Regions from separate parts of the Mus musculus genome. Here regions 2 and 3 are each linked to region 1. A link is a contact called in public HiChIP or PLAC-seq data. All regions are on one chromosome and are shown on one strand. Each heading gives the region's core, a stretch centred on a gene start, on an enhancer-like site or on the middle of the called end of the contact. The rest is flanking DNA. Distances are from core to core; before and after follow the strand shown. Region 1 overlaps Acot11 (acyl-CoA thioesterase 11). Region 2 overlaps Tceanc2 (transcription elongation factor A (SII) N-terminal and central domain containing 2). Region 3 overlaps Cyb5rl (cytochrome b5 reductase-like).

Region 1 (5,124 bases), core at 1,488-3,987:
TCTTTCCTAATTGCACCCTCTCATTCATTCATACATTAGCCAGCTCCCCGCAGGAACCCTCCCACTCACTACTGCCTCAGATTAGAAAAGGACCTTTTCCCTCCATCATATCCCCTCTCCTATCGTTTTCTTTTCTTTTTGAGACAGGGTCTCATGTAGCCTAGGCTGGCCTTAAACTTGCTTTATAGCTGGGATGGACCCTGAATTTCTGATCCTCCTGTCTCCATCTTCCAAATGTTGGGATAATACCACAACCGTTTCATGCAGTGGTGGGGATCAAACCCAGGGCTTTCTGGATATTAGGCAGGCATGCCACCCACCGGGCCACACCCCTCGATGCTCTGTGTTTTCTTTCCTTCTTTAAATGGCCTTGTCTTGTTTTTACATGTCATGAGAGATGAGATGGTCCCATCACCCTGAAGAAATGAATGGAGTTTTAACAGAGATTAACCTCAGTGATCTGAAGAGTTGTTCTTTCTACCTATCCGCCTTACTTGGAATGCTCCTGGTTTCTGACCAGCCCTCAGAGATCCAGACCAGGCCACCAATAGTCGGTGCCCTCCCTGATCTCCCTCCGGTTATCTGTCCTTTCTGAGGGTCCCACACATTCCTTCTGGTTTCTTGCTCACAGGGTTGGGCCTCAAGCAAAACCCCAGCCTGGGGCTGCCTCCTCCGCACTGAGTCATTCCTTCCTCTCCTCCCCTCCCCCACCGTACTGGGGCTGCAAGGCCTCAGCCACCACAGCGCTATGCTTTGGTTACGGTAGGAGTTGCCACAGTTGAGTTTGTGGATGGATGAAATCATGAGGCTGTTTTCACATAAACAGCTATTAAGGTAGAACCAGCCCAGCCCATAATCAATCTAAACCCAGGGGACAGTGACAGAAGCGCTGGATGCAGGGTCCCCTGCTTGGCTTTTTTGTCAGCCTGCTGATGACCAGGCCCGTCCTCATTCCTGCCATTTGGTGCAGCATGGGGCTCTACGGAACTGGTCCAGGTTCAGTCTCCAGGGGCACCACGGGAAACCCCTCCAGGCTCAATCTCCAGGTTCTCACTGGGCCCTGATGATGTTTGGCCTTGAACAAAAGCAATTTATTGAAGATGGTTTATTCGTGGCCCAGGGGCTCCTCCTGGTGCCCACCTTGTTGCCACCGACCCTTTCAGCTGCTTTCTAGTAATTCCAAGAGTCTGTTTCAACTTCCTGAGGGTCTGGAACCTTTCTAGAACTGAGTAGCATGGCATTCTGGCAGTCATCAAGTGCAGGGTGCCTGCAGAGGACCACAGACTCTGTCCTGCCCAGCCATGATTCTCAGTTTAAGTGAAACCCTAATATAGAAGAGAGCTTTGTGTTCAATTGGCAGTAATGGAAAGAAATGTGAATGTTTTTGTCACAGGTCCCAGCTGCCTTCAAAGCATTTTCTGCACAGGCCACCTGGCCATTTGTTCTCCATAGATGTCACATACCCCTGGGACCCGTGTCTTTCTGAAGTGCCTTAGCTTTTGGACAACACAAAGCACAGCAGTTTGGGGCACTTCCTGTGGGTCAGGTCCCGGTCTAAGCACTCAGACTCCTTTCTGTGACGCTCATGTTCCCATTTTATAGTTGTGAAGACTGAGGTCCAGAGTAGCTTAAGTTATGCTCGGTTCTCCAGCAAACCAGAGGCAGGGCCACATCCAGAGTACCAAGAACCTGTGGGGCTTGGTCACAGATCTCTTGCCAATCACCGCAAACTTTGTCTTTCTTCTCTTTCTACCTTTCTTGGCTTTTTCAGCAAGCTTTTCTCTTGGCTCAGGTCCCTTTCACACAGTGGAGGGAGTATGTTGGTGCTGTGAGGCCAGGTCAGGTCAGGGCTATTTTATAGTCCATCAACTCCCCTGAGCTGAAGGCTCGGAGAAGAACCTGGGGTATAAGAAGTGAGCCCCTGCAGGGCTGCCTGGGCTGCAGTGCCCGGTCCAGCCTCTGCCATGGGTTGCCTGATCCTGATCAGCATCTTCTACCTGCAGAGAGGACACTTCGGCCTCTTCCAGGGCATGACCAAGTGACAAGTGACAAGATGTATCCAGTTGGTAAATCATGAGTCCTGCTTCCACCATTCTGCAAGCCTTCTTAGGAATGGCTTTTTAAACACAGAGAAGAACTAAGCTGGTTTGAGCTAAAGGAGGCTGGTGGGGTGGGGGTGGAGAGGACAGAGTGGCAGGAGGGTTTGAGGATCCCCGAGGGGTGGGAGAAGGGGCCCCACTTGCTGGGGGGAAGCCTGGACACCATCCTTCAGCAGGGTAGAGGCTAGAGGGCCTAGAGAGCAGCTGGAGGGGGCCCAGCCAGGCTGCCAGCTTCCTGGGGCAGGAAGTCTTAGCTGCCCAGAGTCTCAAAAGCTGTGAGCAGCTCAGGCCCAGGAATGTGTGGTGTGGAGTGTGGATCAGGAGCGGCCCCTTTCCTGTCCCCCGCCCCCCCCCCCCCCCCAGTGCATGTGCTTTTCTACTTGTTTTGTTCCCTCCCAGCCCATTTCTTTCTCCCTCTGACATTTCTTTTCTGTTCTCCTTCCCTCCTCCCTGTGTCTTGTCTTTTCTCTAATTGTTTTGTTTCCCCTTCTCTCTCTGTAGCTGATTTCTCTCTCTTTTTTTTTCCTCCCCCTTTCCGCTTGTTCTTGTTTCCTCTCCAGAAGGAATAGTGCTATCTATGGCTGCTGTGCCCAGCTCCAGGGTAAATGAGGTGGCTTGTAGGATAGCAGGGCCTGGGCCCACTGCCTGGCTTCTTGTTGCCATGGTAACCCAGAGGCAGGGACAGGCTGCATTCTTAGCCATGTGGTGGGGAGGGTGTGAAGGGTTCTGATGGGGAGAAGCCAGGTCTTTCCTTCACAGCCCCCTGAGTGGCAGCCCCGACCTCAGTGTGAGGGCTCAGCATGGAGGGATCAATGCATGTCACTGGGGGTTTGGGGCTGGGTGTGGCACATGGAGGGTAAGATCACACTGGGGCTAGACGGCTTGTGATCAAAACATTCTAGTTGCCCTCTAGGCCTTCTGGTGACTGGGGGGGGGGGTAAAGGTTGGGGGGTTTGGGGGGTGGGCAGTGGCAAACAGTCTAATGCAGTAGGCCAGGCCGGCAGTGAGGCATAGAGGCAGAGGGTGGGAGATGAAGGACTGGATAGGAGAAGGGTTTGCAGAAGGGAGTGGACCCTCTGATTTGTGGGCAAGAAAGCGCATGGTAGCCAGCTGCTGCTGGAGGGTGTGGTGATCTCAATACTGTTCCCGAGCAGTCTGTCTAGATAGACAAAGGCCTTTCCAGCATTTTCGTCCTTGGGGGTGGACCAGCGTGTTTCAGACGGTTTTGATCCAGGTCCTGATACCATTGCTCTCCCTGCAAGAGGGCTTAAAGGGACATGAGGAGGAGTCTCAGGAAACCAGAATAGAGATGTGGGTGCTGGCTTGGCCTACCTGTGGTGGGATCAAATGCCCAGAGACATAAATGACTATCCTGTCTGCTAGACGAGCGGTAGTACTTCAAAACGGTCGAGCAGCCTTGGATTCTGAGCTACACAAGTGTGGACCTAGGTCTCAGTTCTGTCCTTATCAGATGGGTGATCCTATGTGTGTATGTGTAAGCTGTTTACTCTTCTTGAGCCTCTGCTTCCCCATCTGTAAAATGGGAATGGGACACCCAGCTATTAGGGCGGTGTGAAGATTAAAGAAGTAAACGCAGCTGGCATGGTGGGCGGGGTCTGCAACACTGGCATGTGGAGAGCACTTACCAGCCTGGGCTATATGGTAAGTTTGAGGTCAGCCTGGGGTCAGAATGAGATTCCCATCTCAAAAAAACAACCCAAATGTCTTCAAAGGAGGGTAGTTATTCTCAACTTACGTTCCCATTTACCTCTTTCAGCTCCATGAACTGAGGTCTGAGCTCTGAGAAGGTGAAATACTTGCTCACATTGTACAGGTTGTTAAGTTCAGGTACATGGTGGGTATAATGTCCAAGCAATACAGAGAAGTCAGAGCGGGCATGCTGTCAGGGGAAAGCTGCATCCTGGTCACATGACCCCTGTGCCCCTGGGTGTGACAGCATTTCCCATATTACTTCTTGCCTTGTCTGTCTTTCGTCTGGACCCTGACTCTGGGATGGCAGCCGGCTTAGACGCACTTACTTGGTAGGCTGACCCAGTCTGGTGGACTGCCCTTGCTCAGACGGAGGTCAGAGCCACTGTGATTGGCAAAGTCCTTTGGCTACGTCCTCTCATTTACACCTCAGGTCAGCCATGCTAAGTCTTTAGAGTCTCACTTTACAAACAAGGAAACTGGATTATTGGGTTGCCAGGTGGCGGTTGAACAAAAGAATATCTAAGTGGACAGAAGGGAAGAGAGCTGCTTGGGGCCCTCAGAGATAGATTGGACTAGACTCAAAAGCCATCTACAGACTCCAGAACCTCTCTTCTCCACATTCCTGTTTCCCCAAGCAGAAGATGAGCTGCTGGGCTCCGTGCTAGCTAACCAGCTACTCCTTGCCCTCCAGCCTCTTCCACCATGGCATCTCACTGGTTTCAGAAATGTGTTAATCCTCAAAACACCTTGGATGGAGATGGAGGCAGGTATGTCTAAATTTGCCGTAACGTGTCCCAGGAGACTTCAGGTCGGTGGGCTACAGCAGAGGGTGTGCTTCTGTCTTCAGACAGGTTACTTGATGTAGTTTTAGCTTTGGGGTTGGTGAAAGAGTGAAGGATATCGTTCTGCTAGGTTAGTTGCGTATCCCAGGAGGTTTCCTGGTAGTCATGAGGATGTTGGGTCACATATGGAAATGATTGTGAATGGCTTTGGGAAAGGCTCTGGACATACTGTAATCCCAGCACTGAGACAGGAGGAGGGTCATGAGTGTGAGGCCAGCCTGAGCTACAAAGAGAGACTTTGTCTCAATACCTAAGAGACAAATACAGGTTTGTTCCATCTCTCCACAGTCACAGTGTTCAAGTCAGCCGACAGTCCAGCCACATTCAGGACCTTCCGTATAGATGTGGCGTCTTTGAGAAGTTCAGTTCAGAGGAAATAACCCTGTAATGATTTGCCCCAAAACTCCTGGCTTTGCTCACTCATTTAAGATCTGGGACAGAGACTTTCTTTGCTTCTGTTTCACCACTGA
Region 2 (5,124 bases), core at 1,688-4,187, 350 kb before region 1:
CAGGACAGCCAGGGCTATACAGAGAAACCCTGTCTCGAAAAAAACAAACAAAAAAAGAAAGTAAAAGAAAGTAAAAGAAAAAAGAAAACAGCACAAGTGTTGAAACAGAAGGCGCGGTTATGAGGGTGACCACCACACCTGGCCATATCAACCCCTGGTTATCTGTGCTAGGTGCCATCCCCTTTCTAGTCTGGGATTAGGGTTTGGGGGGTCTTACAAGGAAGTGCAAGTTGTGGTGAGAGAATATGCAGAATGGGGAGAGAGAACTAAGCAGTAAGAGTTGGTGGTGAGCGTGGCTCAGGACAGGAAGCAGAGCCCAGTGGGACAGGCTGTCTCGTCTGCCTCCTGTAGCTGTGATAGACACCATGGTGCAGAGCAGCTTGCAGAGGAACGGGTTTCTTTGGCTCACACGTCCCAGTCTGATGGAGGCGTTCCCTCAGCCGAGGTTCCCTCGTCCTAGATGACTCCAGCTTGTGTCAAACCCACAAAGAACCAACCAGCACAGAGACCATGATCTCTGTTACAAAGACAGGATCTGGTGACTGCACCCAGTAACTGCCTCAGGTTTGGTTGGGGGGTGTGGTGGGTCTTGTTCCCATTCCCACCCAGTCAGCAGATACACCTCACAGAAAGATCCCTCTTTCTCAGGGTCCCAAAGAGACTCAGAAGCACCCGTCTGTCACCTAAAGCACCAAGTTAGGACCCGCTGGAACAGAATCAACACTGAACGGGTTTGGATCAGTCAAAAGTAGCTTTCATTCATGCAGGGAAGCTATCTAAACAGCGGGGCTTTGTATGTGGCACTTTGTATGCATCTCTGTCTTTACTCCGACTGCCCTGGACTTAGCAGGAAGCATGAGAACTCCTAGGTGCGCCTGTTGTCCGTTACACTCCAGCACAGCCCTGGCCATGCTGCCCCAGGTCCACCCTTTGCTTTGTTTGCTTATATTTGACATGATCTTCCTCTAAAGCTCAGGCTAGTCTTGAACTGGCTTGTCTTGCCTTGGTCTCCTAAGAGTTAGGATATACACCACTGTGCCTGGCGCTCATGCCCTGTGGTTATCTATGATGCCCTACGTTATCTATATATGTTACATAGCCTCTCTTCTCTTGCTCTCTGATGGTGGTGGTGGTATTTTCTAGACAGGGGTTTCTCTGTGTAGCCTTGGCTGTCTTGGAACTCACTGTGTAGACCAGGCTGGTGGCCTCAAACTCAGAGATCTGCTTACCTCTGCCTCCTGAGTGCTGGGATCAAAGGCACTACCGCCATGATGTCTGAGAACGTGCCATCTTTCTATGCTGTGAGTGTCCAGAGGAGAATAGGATCTTTTGCGCTGGATCCCCCAGATCAGACCTGAGAGAGTAGTGACTGCTGAATGGTGCATATATGAGGGTCCAGCTATCTGAATGTCAAAGCTATCTGAATGTGCGTGTGTGTGTGTGTGTGTGTGTGTGTGTGTGTGTACTTCATTCCCATGGCATGGCTGTGACCTGTTGTGGAAACAGAAGCATGCCCTCTTCCTTTGATAACCACGCCCCCTTTTTATAAAAGCTTCCTTGCACATGAAGCTAAGCAAACCTTAGCATTTGGTAACTAATGGATTTCATCCTGGGTGATAGAAGGAAGACGGGCGTGCAAGCCAGTAAGCAGCACTCCTCCATGGTCTCTGCACCAGCTTCTGCCTCCAGGTTCCTGACTTCCTTTGATGATGAGCAATGATGTGGAAGCCTAAGCCAAATAAACGCTTTCCTCGTCCAAGTTGCTTTGGTCTCGGTGTTTGTCACAGCAATAGAAACTCTTACTGAGCCGGGTGTCGTGGCCACACTAAGTGCCTAAGAAGGGCTGAAGAGAGAGAAATGAACTGGTCTGGGCTGTGACTACAACTCAGTGCTGGAGCCTGTGCCTAGCACGTGTAAGGTTCCCAGTTCAGTGTCCAGCACCAGTCAGTACATAAGTAAATAGGATTCCAATTTGGAAGGATGTTTTACCAGGGGAACTGCAGTGTATTGTGACAGTGATCAAGGAACGCTGAGGACATTGTTGCAGCCTAAAGAACTCTCAGTCTTTGCACTAAGGTTTTTTTATTTTCCCTGTGTGTGTGTGTGTGTGTGTGTGTGTGTGTGTGTGTGTGTGTGTGTGTGTTGGAGTAGGGGTTGCTTAAACTTGACATACCAACATAGCAGAGTGTCTTGGTTAGGATTACTGTTGCTGTGATGAAACACCCTGAATTACAGTTCACTTAGGGAAGCCAAGGCAAGAATTCAAGCAGGGCAGGAACCCAGAGGCAGGAGACACAGAGGCCATGGAGGGGTGCTGCTTACTGGCTTGCCTCCCCTGGCTTGTTCACCCTGCTTTCTTACAGAACCTAGGACCACCAACCCAGAGTGGTACTACCCACAGTGGACTAGGCCTTACCACAAAATAAGAAAATGCTCTACAGCCAGGTGTGGTGGCATATGCCTTTCTTTAATCCCAGCATTTGGGAGGCAGAGGCAGAGGAAGGCAGATCTGAGTGTGAGCCCAGCCTGGTCTACAGAATGAGTTCCAGGACAGCCAGAGCTACACAGAGAAACCCTTTCTTTAAAAAACAAAAAAGGAGGGAGGGAGGAAGGGAGGGCGGGAGAGAGACAGGCAGGCAGGCAGGCAGGCAGGCAGGCCATACGGACTTGCCTGCAGCCTGACCTTCCGCAGACATTTTCAGTTAAAGCTCCCTCCTTCAGATGACTACCTGGTGTTAAATTGACATAAACCAGCAGAGTGATTCCTAGGGAAAGGCAGCCCTGGCTACTAGGAGGTGGGCCTGGAAAAGTGGGCTTGGTTGGAAGTCCCTGACCAGCCACAGAGGCTGCCCTTGATTAGGTCTATGACCTCGGCCTGGCCTGGACCTGGGGCAGATCACCCGCACTGTTAGAGACCCTGTCCGGTTGGCTTCCCCATCCAGACTCAGCCAAGGAGTGTCTCTGCTGAAGGGAAGAATGCTTGAACTCTGGAGTCAGGCTGTGTCCAGCCCTGCCCCTTCAGTTGTGAAACTCCTCCTCAGATGTAAAACGTGATAATCAGTTACGAATATTAAACATGAGCATGATTTATAAACTGCTCTGTAAGCATCCCAGGGTCCAGACCAGCACATCTAAGATGTTATATGAAGTTAAAAGGCACGTTTAAAACAAAGAGGTACGCATCGTCACTCTGATTTATTATCCTTGGGCCCCCGCTTCCTGGTTGGTAAAGCACAGGGCCTGGTGCCGGTTTCCTGTTATAATGGCAAATATTACCACCCGGCAGGGGCTGTGAATGAGGTCCCTGTCACAAAGCACATGGCCTTGTTCCTTAATTGCCAGGGTGGAATTAATTTGCTCTTCCTGTTTCTCTTGTGACAGGAAGTAGATGTCCTTGAATTTCAGTTGATTAATGGAAGCCCCAGAGCAGAGAGCGCCAGCCTCTCTTGCTTTAATCCTTATGCAACGCAAGGCCCTAATTTGATAATTTTGCTGTTTTTCAGATGGATCACCTACTGGTTGAAAATATTGAGCGGGAAACGTTTCATCTCTGCTCCCGGCTCATTAACGGGCCCTACCGGAGGACGGTACGCGCTCTGGTCTTCACATTAAAGCACCGAGCTGAGATCCGGGAGCAGGTGAAGAGCGGAGCGCTGCCGGTCGGCACGTTTGTACAGACCCACAAAAAGTGACCCGGGGACGGGCCCAGCACCGGGCCTCGCGCCACCATTCAAAGCCTCTTTTGAGTTTGGGTGATGCGGATGTTGGCTGTGCTGGATATTCCCATGGTGCCATTCCTTCAGACAGAACGTGGGGAGCCCTGGGAGATAGGCCTGTGGGGGCGGCTTCATTAGCTGCCTTGCGCTGGCGCTGCCTGACGGGATGAACGGGGCTGTCACTGGGAAGTGCCATCCAGTCACCATCACCCAGCACAATGGAAGGGTGACAGGTTTCACTGTGAGCTTGCCAAGGACACCTCTAAACTCCCCCATGTCAGCAGATGAAGTTACCACTTTATTTCGCCACCCTGCAGGTAACTGAAACTCAATTACCGCTGCTCCTCACGCGGTTCCAGCCCCCTGAGTTTAGACAGCTCCGAAGCCTCTCAGAACTCCCGTCTGCTCTCTTTGCTCTACCCCAGGGGTGAGCCCACTGGAGCCTGCGACCAGCCCTGCTTGCCACCGCTCACTTATCTGAGCCTTTCAGCTCTCCCTGGAAGACCTTCGGGGAGGGGCTCCTGAGCCCCCATGCTGAGGCCTCTAATGAGGAGCTGGCCTGAAGCCTCCCTGCACCTCGGGGTTCATTTGAATACAGCCTCTGTTGAAGATGCATAATGAAATTTCTCTTGCAGTGACTTACTGCTGTAAGAAGAAAAATGCATACGTGAAGATTTTCAATGAAATACATCTACATGTGTCTGCTTGGATGATTATGTAAATGGTACTTGCTCTTTAAAAAGTAATAATAAACTGAGATGTACTAAAACAAGAGGCATAGTTTCCCCCATGAAGCATACTACAGAACTGAGCATGATGGCTCCTGCCTGTAATCCCAGCACTCAGGGGTCTGAGACAGAAGGATTGCTATGCGTTTGAGGCCACTTTGGGCTATGTAGCAAGTACCAAACCAGTTGGAGCTATATAACAAGACTCTGTCTCCAAAAGGGGGGTGGGGGCGGGGAGGAGGGGAGGAAAGAGGAGGTTGGAGCAGGAAAAGGGAAAGAGCGTGGACAGAGTAAATGGGGTAGAAAGGAGGCAGCTGGTAAAGTTCATGGTGGGATGAGAACTGGAGGGAGGCCAGGTTGGTGGCACACACCTTTTATCCTAGCACTTTGGAAGCAGAGGCAGACCAGCCTGTTCTACATAGTGAGTTCCAAGATAGCCAGGGCTACATAGTAAGATCCTGTCCCAAAACACACGCAAACACATACACAGAACCTGAAAAAGATAGCAAGGCTGGAGGAAGACTGTAAACTGGTGTGTGGAAGCAGAGAGAGGGAGAGAATGTGGGAAGGAAAGGGAAAGGGATTGTTTGCAAAGCAAGGATGGAAGGGTCAGGGAGGATGCTGTCTGCATTGCAAGTGTTCCCTGGTCTGAGATGAGTGATAGGGGGCTTGTAGTTCTT
Region 3 (5,124 bases), core at 1,609-4,108, 300 kb before region 1:
ATCCACTCGTTTTAACTGCAGACTGATATCCCACTGGGATCGCCACTGGAACTAGGTGTGGTGGAGCACATGGTCTTTAACTTAGCATCCTCGAGGCTCTAGAATCAGTCCCCAGCACTGAAACAAAACAAAGAGAAGAACAAACAAAGGAGAACTGCATGGTTCCCACTCTGCTTTTTCTTAATTGTAGCCTTGGCCGTCTCACACCACACAGGTACAGAGTGTTTACCTGGACCTCCAGGTGTGCTCACGTGTCATGTAACCGTTACAACAACGCATGTTGGAACTTGTGCCCCCTTACATGATCTTGGTGGCTCAGAGGCTGTTTCGGTCTCTAATCTGGGGTAACTACAGTGGCATGACTTCCTGCTGTGGAAGAGTCCTGCCACCTGCAAAGCACTCGGAAGTTCTGCTATGCCTCAGGTTGTCTACCTCCAGGAGGTGCTGAGCACCCTGTGTGATGGGAACACGGTGGCTGGGTGAGGCCACGCAGGCTCGGGCTATGGTTCCAGACTGAACAGAGGGGCAGTACCTGAATAACTTGAGGTGCTAATTTGTCTCGCTCACAGAGAAGTGAGCTCTTTGTTGGTCTTCTGAGGCCTTCCGGTCATGCTCAGGTCCTGACTGTCCCCCTGCCATTGCACTATCACATAATGGCAGTGCTCAGGGGAAACTCCATCCCAACAGCCTACAGAGAGCCAGGTATTATCATGAGGAACTGACCAGCTGACAGGGCCCACCCACCAAGTGGGACGACCTCATGAATCCCAATTAGTCCTATTTTACACTCACCTATACCTTGCCAGGCACAGCAACCACTATTTTGTGAGCTCTTGAGTTCCCAGGTGACAGGAGATTGGCATCCTGGCATTTCAGACACATTTGTGCCCTTGCCAATATTCAGGATAACCAATCCCACTAGTAGCCAGGCTGCTCAGCTTCTACACTGAGGGAGGTGAAGAGGAAGGCAACCCACCCAGGACAGGGGATGTCAGTTGCCTCTGAGTGGCCTAATCTGTCTAGGCATCAAATACCTAAAATGGTACAGAGAGAGGCCTAGGGGAATTGCCCTAGGCTTCTCCCCTTAAGCGGGTCCTCCCTGACCCTGTAAGGAATGAGTATAAGCATTGCTTTTGAAGCTTCTATGGTCGGGGTTGGGGAGTGTCCCTGTCTTTCCTACAGGCTCAAGCCCTGCTCACCACTCTCTTGCACTGTGAACACCATTTCTCTAATATTCACCCCTTTCAGAGGTATGCTAGCTAATCCTTGCCTTGGCTGGAGCTCTCCAGTGGAAAGGCTGTGCCTAGCACGTTGCTGCTATTTCCTTGGACAGTTGAGCTTCAAGTCCCCCAGGGGCATCCATGAAGACTGCCACTAAGACCCACCAAGGCACACTGGTGAAGTTCTCAGAGGCCGGGATAGATGACATGTGTCTTGCCCCAAGTCACAGGCTGGGCAAGGAGAGCCCATGCACCCTGTTTGGGAGCTCTGGCTCTCAGTTTTGTCACACTGTTCTGAGCCTGAGACTCTAAAGAACAACGACCCCGAGGCTGAGGACCTGGGCCAGACAAAACAAAGTGTCCTGACCAATGTTCATGCAGCTTTAATTTGCCCACTTGGTTCTGAGAAGTCACACCTAATGAATGCCCTGTAGAACCCCGACAGAGGTCCCAAGCCCCTGGGGTGCAACATGCAGGCTTCCCATCACCCAGCTGTTCCCCATGGCTATGCAGTGAACAGGGGTTTCTTTGTTGTGATTTTTCAGGGTGGGGTAGAAAAGGCAATTTTGACAAAAATTCCTCTATGCCCCATGAAGATGAGGTTAAAAACAGACCTCTGTGATTGAAGGGGACCTGGGGATCCCTCCAGCCACCTTTACTGCTGCCATCCAGGCAAGGTTCCCCAGTGGCCTGTGGAGCACAGTTTGAAAAGCATGGTGTACAACCACAGGTGTGTGTGTGTGTGTGTGTGTGTGGGGGGGGTGATGGGGAGCTTGTAGGGAGGGCTGTCTCAGACTCACCTTGGGTGAGTCACTCATGGGCCTTGGTTCACCCATTTGTACACTGAGTCTGCTGGACAGGGTTCTCTGGCATCTGAGCTCTGCTATGGGGGTTGGGGGAGGTGAGGAGAGTGCAACTCCATAGTTATAAATGCCTAATCCTAAAGGCTCCTGGCTCCCAGCTTCTAACATTCCACTGCTGAGCATCAGAAGTCTGGGACTGCCTGTATCTGGCCTGTGCTGGCGCAGCACACTGGGGCCCAGGCTGTGGAAAGCAGAATTCATTAAGTCAACATGATGCCCAGGGGCAGTGAGCTCCCTGGAGAGGGCATGCCCCGTTCAGGATAGAGGAGGTGGAGGTGGGGGCTGGGTGGACCTGGATCAGCAGCCACTCAGTGGGCAGAGCTGGGAGAGGGACCCAGGTCTCCTGACTCCTGCTCTATCTTTAGATCTCCATAGCAACCGTCGCCAGGGCACCGAGAGCTGAAGGCACGGGCTATGTGGCTGCCTGCAGGAGGGAGGGGCATTTGCCTCTGTTCCTCTTCTTTTGTGGGAAAAGGACTCTGAGCTGGCCTCCTGAGCCAGGAAAGAAACTGAGCGTGAGGCTGATCATGGCAGGAAAGACTTGTCATGGATACAGAGATGATTCAGGGCAGTGCCTTGATCTGAGAACATGGTCAGGTCTTAGACTCCAGGCCTTCAGCAAGTCAGGTCCACCCCACAGGAGGCACAGAAGTTAAGGTCCTCCCAGAGCTCTGAGCTTCCCCAAGTCATTTTCCCAGCACTGATGGGCTCTGGGAGGACAAGAGACTCCTCACCCCTTGTCCTACCCAACCCCCACCAGCCTGAGCTCAGTAGGACTCCACTTGCTTGGCTCCCTTGGAGCAGTCTTCCCTGACTCCCTGACAACTGCTGGCCTCCCTCCATACAGCAGGACGCAGCAGACAGGAAGGGAAGTTCCATGGTGATGACATTTGCCCAAGGTCTCTGGGTAAGTCAGCAGCAGGGCCAGGCCTGGACTCCATGTCTTCTGACTCTGATCTGGGCTCCTCTCTGTACCCCTGATTAAGGCCCAAGGCCAGGGCTAGAAGAGGAAGTAGGAGTCCTCAGTCAGGCCAGCAGACAGCAAACACCTAGCCATGTCCTCATTAAATGCAGGTGAGCCACAGACTAAGGTAAACGGCTTTCTCCGGCAGCAGGCCACCAGTTCAGCAACCAGCTCCTGGCCCAGGCGGCCAAAATGGGTCTTGTCACGGTAGCTCCAGGGAAGCTGTTCTGGGGAGACCTCCTGGGAAGACAGGAGAGAGCAGCGATGACTCCTGGGGGTTCCAGACGTTCACCTAGCCAGCTCTTTTCTGCCACTGCAGTACATGGGAGAAACCCTTCACCAAAAGCTGCTCCTACCTCCACGGCCACCATCATGCTGAGTTCTGAGTCTCTGAGCTAAGAGATGAAGGCCTAGCCTATGGAGAGCCATGGTCCTGCTGGCCAGAGGAAGAACACAGCCCTGGGAAGGCCAAGGAGCTCCTAGTGCCCCAGGTGCTTTCAGGCCTTGTAGCCTCACTTCAAGGCATCTGGATGACTTCCAGGTCCCCTAGGGCTGTTAAGGAGCACTCTCTGGTGACCTGGCTCTTCCTACCCTCCCCCAAACACTCTCCCATTCTCGTGGAACCTCAAGGGTAGAGCCAGGAGACCTCACTGGCCCATCTCTCCTTCCCACTTCCTAGTTCTCCCCACGCCCTTGGTTCCACTGGCCCTACGGAATTGTGCACCCCAAGATGCACCGAGTCTGGGGACTCCTCAGTGAGGCAGAGCCCTTAAACAATGGCAGGTAGGTAGGTGCTGTGACAGCAGGAGCAATAGCAGCACCCAGGGATGGACTTCCCATCGGCAGATCCAGGAAGGGTGGGTAGACACTGGGAAAGGGAGGGAACAAGCACACATGGCAGGGGACAGCAGGAACAAAGGCTAGCACAAGAAAAGCACAGCACAGTTGTACCTGCAAGCTTGCCAGTGACACCAGGACCCAGCATTGAGGAGGGAAGGCCAGGAGATGGAGCTGTCAAGGTCATGAGGCCACTGGGCTTGGGAAGTCCTGAGAACAGTAGGTGCCAGCAAAGGGCTAGGAGCAAGGCAGCGCAGGAGGACGGACAGCTGAGGAAGTAGAGGGAGTGCTGCCAGGCTCAGGCAAGGGAAAGGGGCAAGCTGTGCTGAGCGCATGTGGAGGAGTAGAGCTACCATAGTCACCCTTACTCCTGCTGTTGAGCCAGCCGGCCCATTCCCCTGCCCAACCTTCAGCATCATCAAAGCCTGGCAGGGCCGGAAGTGAACTTTCAAATAACTTTCCAGCCCCAGTCCAGGCTCAAGTGCCACCTCTTTCTTGCAGCATTCCTGAGCCCACTTGCCCTACATGCTGGCCAGCATGCATGTGTACTATCCCAATGGACTAAGACAATGGTCTCTGTGCAGGACCAGCTGAGCTGGTACCCAGCTCTATTGCTGTTACCTTGTTACCTCAGGTTCCCCATCTGCGAAAGACAGGACAGCAGTACAAACCTCATGAGACTGTAGTGGGGACTGAAGTGCTCTGAACTCAATCTCTCTCCTTCTCCCCTTCCCTCCCCGTCCCCCCTTTCTCTCTCTCTCTCTCTCTCTCTCTCTCACTCTCTCTCTCTCTCTCTCTCTCTCTCTCTCTCTCTCTCTCTCTCTCTCACACACACACACACACACACACACACACACACACGACAGGGTCTCACTTTTGTATAGCTTTGGCTAGCCTAGAACTTAGAACTTACTATGTAGACCAGGCTGACCTCAAACTCATAGAGATCTGACTGCTCTGGTCTCTCAAGTGCTGGGATTAAAGGTGTGTACCATCATGCCAACCCATTTTCTTAATTGGCAACTGATGTGGAAGGGTCTGGCTCACTGTGGTGGTGCCATCCCTGAGCAGAGAGCCCTGGACTATACAAGGAAGTAAACCAAACAAGCTGGGAGAAGCATTCCTTCATGGGCTCTGCTTTGCTTCCTGTTTTCAGGTTTCAGCTTCTGCCATGACTTCCATTCCAGATGGACTAGACGAAGGCTTGACGCAATCCTGCTCTTTCTCAAGCTGCTTCTGG

Evidence for each region. HiChIP or PLAC-seq counts read pairs in DNA pulled down with a chosen protein or histone mark.
Region 2: a contact with region 1 is called in an H3K27ac HiChIP or PLAC-seq map of the HPC-7 cell line, with 6 times the contacts expected there. The contact joins two enhancer-like sites. A contact is called at or near these places in 1 of 15 datasets of contacts at CTCF or cohesin (the NIH/3T3 cell line), 2 of 484 Hi-C or Micro-C datasets (hematopoietic stem and progenitor cells and liver), 7 of 115 datasets of contacts at active chromatin or transcription factors (CD8 T cells, the HPC-7 cell line, craniofacial prominence and 4 more) and 2 of 9 other capture datasets (adipose tissue and embryonic stem cells).
Region 3: a contact with region 1 is called in an H3K27ac HiChIP or PLAC-seq map of stem cell-derived neural progenitor cells, with 2.5 times the contacts expected there. The contact joins two enhancer-like sites. A contact is called at or near these places in 12 of 39 promoter capture datasets (3T3-L1-derived adipocytes, embryonic stem cells, epiblast stem cells and 6 more), 4 of 115 datasets of contacts at active chromatin or transcription factors (craniofacial prominence, embryonic stem cells, fetal liver and 1 more) and 3 of 9 other capture datasets (adipose tissue, liver and pancreatic islet).

Annotation. Positions count from the first base shown.
Region 1 is chr4:106,783,569-106,788,692 of GRCm38.p6, reverse strand. All of the region lies in intron 1 of Acot11 (acyl-CoA thioesterase 11), which reads left to right. Among named protein-coding and RNA genes, the nearest start is that of Acot11, 14 kb to the left of the region's middle. Within about 2 kb of position 2,737, at least 176 of the 459 cell types and tissues checked have an H3K27ac peak or open chromatin away from gene starts, as enhancers often do. A contact at or near this core is called in the HPC-7 cell line, craniofacial prominence, hippocampal neurons and 1 more, where this site is marked.
Region 2 is chr4:107,138,179-107,143,302 of GRCm38.p6, reverse strand. Tceanc2 (transcription elongation factor A (SII) N-terminal and central domain containing 2) reads left to right here. Exons shown (of 5, transcript NM_025617.2): 5 at 3,504-5,124. The coding sequence ends at 3,692. Among named protein-coding and RNA genes, the nearest start is that of Tceanc2, 38 kb to the left of the region's middle. Within about 2 kb of position 2,937, at least 44 of the 459 cell types and tissues checked have an H3K27ac peak or open chromatin away from gene starts, as enhancers often do. A contact at or near this core is called in the HPC-7 cell line, where this site is marked.
Region 3 is chr4:107,082,290-107,087,413 of GRCm38.p6, reverse strand. It overlaps Cyb5rl (cytochrome b5 reductase-like), which reads right to left. Exons shown (of 7, transcript NM_001346552.2): 7 at 1-3,287. The coding sequence ends at 3,084. Among named protein-coding and RNA genes, the nearest start is that of Cdcp2, 12 kb to the left of the region's middle. Within about 2 kb of position 2,858, at least 94 of the 459 cell types and tissues checked have an H3K27ac peak or open chromatin away from gene starts, as enhancers often do. A contact at or near this core is called in craniofacial prominence, hippocampal neurons and stem cell-derived neural progenitor cells, where this site is marked.